Linked DNA regions of Mus musculus: region 1 is linked to region 2. The links are chromatin contacts, called in public promoter capture Hi-C maps. All regions are on one chromosome and are shown on one strand. The core of a region is the stretch at or near the end of the contact, and the rest is flanking DNA. Distances in the headings are between cores, read along the strand shown.

Region 1 (2,700 bases), core at 109-2,608, 100 kb before region 2:
AAGGCTGGTGACGGAAGTGGGGGGGACAGTGGCCAAGAAAAGCCCCTCAGGAGGGACCCCAGTCTCCTACAGAACATACAAGCGAGCTGTCGGAAGCTTCTGGGGACCATGGCAGGGCCATGTGTGGGCGTGGCCAGGCTGGAAGGCTGAACAAAGTCACGTGGCAACACAGTTACAGACGGAAGCACCAGGATGCTAAGAGTGAGTGAGATTCTGTAAGGCCAGGCAGGTAAGGACAAGAGGTTAAAGGCAGGTTGGCAAAGTAAGGAACTAAATAAATCCAGACATGTAAACCCAAGTTTAAAGCTATGAATTAAGATAACACCAGGAAAACCTAAGATACTGGTTGGGTGGGTAAGGCCAGTAGGCAGGGCCTGGTGAAGCCACAGGGCTCAGGGAGGGGTTTAATGCAAGAAATGAGCAGGGCTGAGACTTGGTGGCTGCGTGAGCCCAGTGGGTAGAGCTGTATGAGGTAATCCAGGTGGAGAAGAACCCAGTGTAGGCTGATGGGGACACAGCAGCCCACAGCTGACAGGCCTGCGCTTCAGTGTTAGCACAGCTGCTTCCAGCCATGTTCACGGTCTCAGGCTCCAACTCCGGCACTACCGAAACGAAAAAGCAAACACTTAAAAAACCATTCTAGGTACAAGGGACAAATTGAGAGGACCAGGTTGGGAAGCCAGTAGAGTAAATCTAGGAGATTAGAAACACAGCAGGCAGGTAAGGTCCCCTAGCCCAGGGCAAAAGGAAGATTAGGATGGGCGGGCATGAAGTTACAGCAGGATGGGTGAGACCTGCAGGCGCAATGATAGAAAAACGAGGCCTTGTCTGTAGGTCCACATCACAAGAGGCAGGAAAGAAAGAACAGTAGGCAGGCTAAGATGTCTACAGTCAATGAGTAAAACCAGGGAAATGCCAGAGGTTGAGGCCACAGAGGTTAGGGCCAGGTGGGCACAGCCAGGTGGGTAAACCAGGATGTTAAGACTGAGCAAAGAAGACCAACAGATGGGTACAGCCCGGCATGAAACTGCAGGGAAATCTGTGCTATGAACAAGAAGTTCTGAAGCTGAATGCCAAAGCCAACCACATTAGGCAGGCTAAACAGACGCAGGCTGGGGCTAACACCAGGTGGGCCAGGCCAGCAGGAAAAGAACGGCTCGGAGGCAAAGGCCAAGCCCCCAGGGCCAGTGAGTCAGCCCAGGTAGATACAGCCTGGAGATTTGGAACAGGTCTAGTGACCCTGAGTCCCAGTTTTAGCAATTATAACAATTATAGCTCAAAGCAGTGTTCACTTCCCAGGCTCCATCAGCACCACGGGCTTAGGAGGGGGTGGGGCTCCTGGTACAGTCACCACACATTATTCCTATCTCAGCCTCTATGTGTCACCACTGGCTGGATCTGAACAAGTAGGATCATTCTGTCACCTACTGACTATACCACCCAACCCCCCCTTCATCCCCCCCCACAGCTTTTGTTCTACAGAGAGCTGCAGAGCAAAGTCAGCAAGCTACTTCTTTGCAAGTATCCTTCCTGACCACTGGCTTGCCCACCCATGCAGTGCAGGGCAGAGTACCCTGGGGTGAGCCTGGGAGAGCAGCAGCCTTTGCTGTCACTGGCAGAAAAGGCAAATGCGGACACTCTGGACCGAATCACCTCTCCTTGTCCATCAGGGAGTCCACCACACAGGAGTACTGCCTAGGAATACAGCAGCTAACAGACAACCCAGTGCTGGGATTCAGCCCTGCGCCATGTTTGTGTCTGTAAGTTTCATTATATTACCACTCACAGAAACCAGTCTGACATCCACCACAGTACAGATCATCCCGAGGTAAAGGAAGGCAGGGTGGACAGGCGCCCTAGCCAGTCCCTCAGCCGCCCTGCGCTCCTCCTCCTCCCAGGCCACACCCAGCCTTGACACGGGGCCTACCATCCCATCGCAGCTGTGGATGCTGCCTCACTGGAGGGAGAGACGACACTCGAGAGACACAGATGGTCCACTTAACATCCACCTGACCCAATAGGGTCGCTCCCTCAAAATCAGTCCTCCTTCCTTAAACAGGCCTCATAGAGCTCACTGGCCAGGAGCAGCCAGCAGAACCTGTGCAGGGTCAGACACGTAGTGAACAGGCAGATTTTTTCCACAAGTCTCAGTGTGGCGCCTGATGGTTCAAAGGTAATCGTGAAGCAATGGACCAAGATGAAGGAAAGAGGAAGCCATGAAGCCAGGGAGGACTGCCCAACTTAAGTCTGTCCCCCACCATCCATCCATGTCTGCAAACAAGGGTAACTATATCCCCCGAACCCCAAGTAAGCACCCCCACGAAAGCTGTTCTGCTTAGCTGTATCCCACAGGGTCCCCTGTATAGCTCCCAGGAGGGGCTATCCTTTACTACAGTGAGCTCAACAACACCCCGACTACTTCTCACTACCTGCCAGTTGTACCTCCCAGCATGACAAACAAAGTATCTCTAGATTGCAAAACTGCCCTCAGTTGAGGACTGCTGGCTTTTGGGCATGATTTCATGACAATGCTTTGAACAGATCTGTTTTCCAGAGCCAGCAGTAAATACACAGCTTTATCCTCGGCCCCTTTTCAAGTAGGGGCCTGAGATCAATAGATAAAATCCTACCCAAGGGGGCTGGAGAGATGGCACAGTGGTTAAGAGCACTGGCTGCTCTTCCAGAGGTCCTGAGTTCAAT
Region 2 (2,700 bases), core at 159-2,658:
TGATGCTCTGTGGGCGCAGAAGTCAACTTCCCAGCTTCTTTTGCTGTGCCTAGCATCCTGTAACAGAAGGGGCTCTGTGAATGTCAGGTAGACAGACTAGTGAGGCAGCCTTATCTTGTGTGTGATTTTGACCGAATAGTGTAGAAGTGGTTTCCAAACATCCACAACAAAGCCTCTCCCAAGAGTCCTTGGACCTCACTCCTTGAGCCAGGTCACACTTGTCCATAAGTTGGTACACCGTAAGTGGGAGCTGGCTCCTGCTGGCTTCTGCTGTTTGTCTGTCTGGATGGGAGCTATGTACCTTCTGGATTTGTGGGACTGCTTCAGACTGAGAGTTGGGCCAGCAGGAAGGGCGTCTTGTTACACACTAAAGTTCTTTCCAATTGTATTCTAAGTCCAAGTGATGCACTGCCAATTCTGGGTGACAGATTTACGTCACAAGAGGGCCAGCAATGTCTGAGGCTGCAAGGTTTGTGCTTGAGACAGGGTATAGGGAGGTGGTTGACCTAGGTCATTTCAAACCAAGAAGCCTGGCTTTATAAAGTGCACCTATCCATCCTCATTATTTAATAATTCCATGAGCAGGCAGTGATGTTTACAACAAGTGAAGTTTGTTTGTATAGACACGCATCACTAAAGGTTAGCACTGGAGCCCCTTACTGGACACTAAGTTGTGAGAGAACACTTTTTCACAGGAGCTGGGAGTTCTCGTTCTTGTAAGGTTTTCTCTCATGTCATGGTTTTAATGGAACTGAGGATCAGACCAAGGGCCTTGTATACATTAGGTAACATTGCTCTGTCGGGTCTACTGCAGCCCACAGCCCTCAATTTTATAATAAGGGATGGGTTTTGTTTGTTTTTTGTTGTTGGTTTTTTTTTTGTTTTGTTTTTTTTGTTTTGTTTTTGAGGCAGGGTTCCTCTGTGTAGCCCTGGCTGTCCTGGAACTCACTCTGTAGACCTGGTTGGCCTCAAACTCAGGGATCCACCTGCCCCTGCCTCCTGAATGCTGAATGCTGAAACTAGAGGCGTGTATCACCACTGCCCAGCCAGAAAAGTTTTCTAAAAGCATAAAACTACAATGGGTGGGCCTCAGTTTTATGCTGAGTGAAAGAGGGCAGACAAGAAGGGGCAAAAGGAGTGTGTCTGTCTGAAGGTAGGGCAGAGCAGATGGTCAAGGAACCGGGATGGAGCAGTATGTTCTCATTGTGGTATGTCGCTCTGCCAGCAGGGGGCACAACTCACCAAGGTGCTGACAGAGTAGCACAGCTCACGGGCTCTGAGCTGGGCTGAGCTGGCTGGGTGTACACTGGTGCCAGCAGACTCCTTTGCTGGAGAGCCAGCGTGTCCCAAACAGCTCCCACGTGGTGAGCTCTGAGCCTTTATCTCATTGGTGCCACCTGCCAAGGCAGGGAAGGAACGCCTGGTCATTTGGAGAGTGCTGGATGGTGATACAATGACCAGTATAAATGTCAGCGGGGCTGGCTAAGGGTGGCCAGGAGAGGACAAAGGCAACCGCAGGGTAAGAGGGGTCACCTTCCAAGATGGAGAAGTTCAAGGCTGCAATGCTGTTGGGGAGTGTTGGAGATGCCCTCGGCTATGGAAACATCTGCAGGGAGAACAGCGTTTTAGGCTCAATCCAGGAGGAGCTGCAAAAGACAGGGGGGCTGGACAGCCTTGTGCTCTCACCTGGGAGGTGGCCAGTGAGCGACAACACCATCATGCACATGGCGACTGCTGAAGCCCTGACCACAGGTAGGACTGACTGGCGTATTCGTGGCTCCAAGTGTGCTGGGGTAGAAAGACAGGCCACCTGGGTTGATAGCAAACCAGTACCAAGAACCCTGAAGGTGGTGTCTTAGAGCCCTGTGTTACCTGACACTGTTGCTGAAGGCAGGGATTTAATATTCCCCCAAGACCTGGAGCCTGAGAGGCAGCGGGCAGGTCATGTTTCTCCTGAGTGTCTTTAGGGGACAGCAGCCCTTGGCAGATAATTAAGCTCCTGGTTCTGAACAGTGTTCGCTTGTCTCTGTGTTAGGTGAGCAACCCTCTAGGAGCTGCTCTGCAGGGCGGGGCAGGGGTGGGGGAGACAAAGCACAGACAGACATAGGTGCACTGCAGAGGCTGAGCATCTTATTCTAAGTCTATAAAGAAGAGCTTGAAATGTGGGCCCACTGAGATAACATTGTTTGGGGGTGGCATCTCCGATCCAAATAATTAAGGTTGAGCTGTCTGTCCGAGCGATCCAGTTTGGGCGTAATTTATGAGTAAATTGTCTAAGGAAGAGTTTTGGACATGGAAGAACAAAGCTTGTTTCCTAAGGAGCTAAAATCAACAAAATGTTACCTGGATTTCAGAGACGCGCCCATATACAAGCGCCGTGTGTCTTTTCTCGACACAGTGTGATGGTAATACCCTGCAGGTCTGGCATGCCATCGTTGCAAAACTGAGGCCTGAGGCCAGCAGTTGAGCCAACAGACCCCACATACGCATTCCCTGCTCTGTCCGTCTGTCGTGAGCACGCCCAGCTTAGTTCTGTGGTCACTGTATAGGAATGCCACCAATGCCGTGTCTCTAAATAGAGCAGACACACATTGATAAGATATGGTGTCACAGCTTGTTGAAAATGGTGAAGCATCTTTCTGAGTGTACCTCATGATGAAACGCAGGTATTTATGGATTCTGTGGTCATTGTATAGGAAT

The links. Promoter capture Hi-C pulls out the DNA fragments that hold promoters and counts their contacts.
Region 1: a promoter capture Hi-C map of hippocampal neurons shows a contact between it and region 2, with 1.8 times the contacts expected there. The contact joins the enhancer-like site here to the promoter of Adprhl1 in region 2. A contact is called at or near these places in 3 of 39 promoter capture datasets (hippocampal neurons, liver and pre-B cells).

Annotation. Positions count from the first base shown.
Region 1 is chr8:13,353,864-13,356,563 of GRCm38.p6, reverse strand. All of the region lies in intron 2 of Tfdp1 (transcription factor Dp 1), which reads right to left. Among named protein-coding and RNA genes, the nearest start is that of Tfdp1, 16 kb to the right of the region's middle. Within about 2 kb of position 1,358, at least 59 of the 459 cell types and tissues checked have an H3K27ac peak or open chromatin away from gene starts, as enhancers often do. A contact at or near this core is called in hippocampal neurons, where this site is marked.
Region 2 is chr8:13,252,870-13,255,569 of GRCm38.p6, reverse strand. Adprhl1 (ADP-ribosylhydrolase like 1) reads left to right here and starts at 1,408. Exons shown (of 7, transcript NM_172750.4): 1 at 1,408-1,752. The coding sequence starts at 1,542.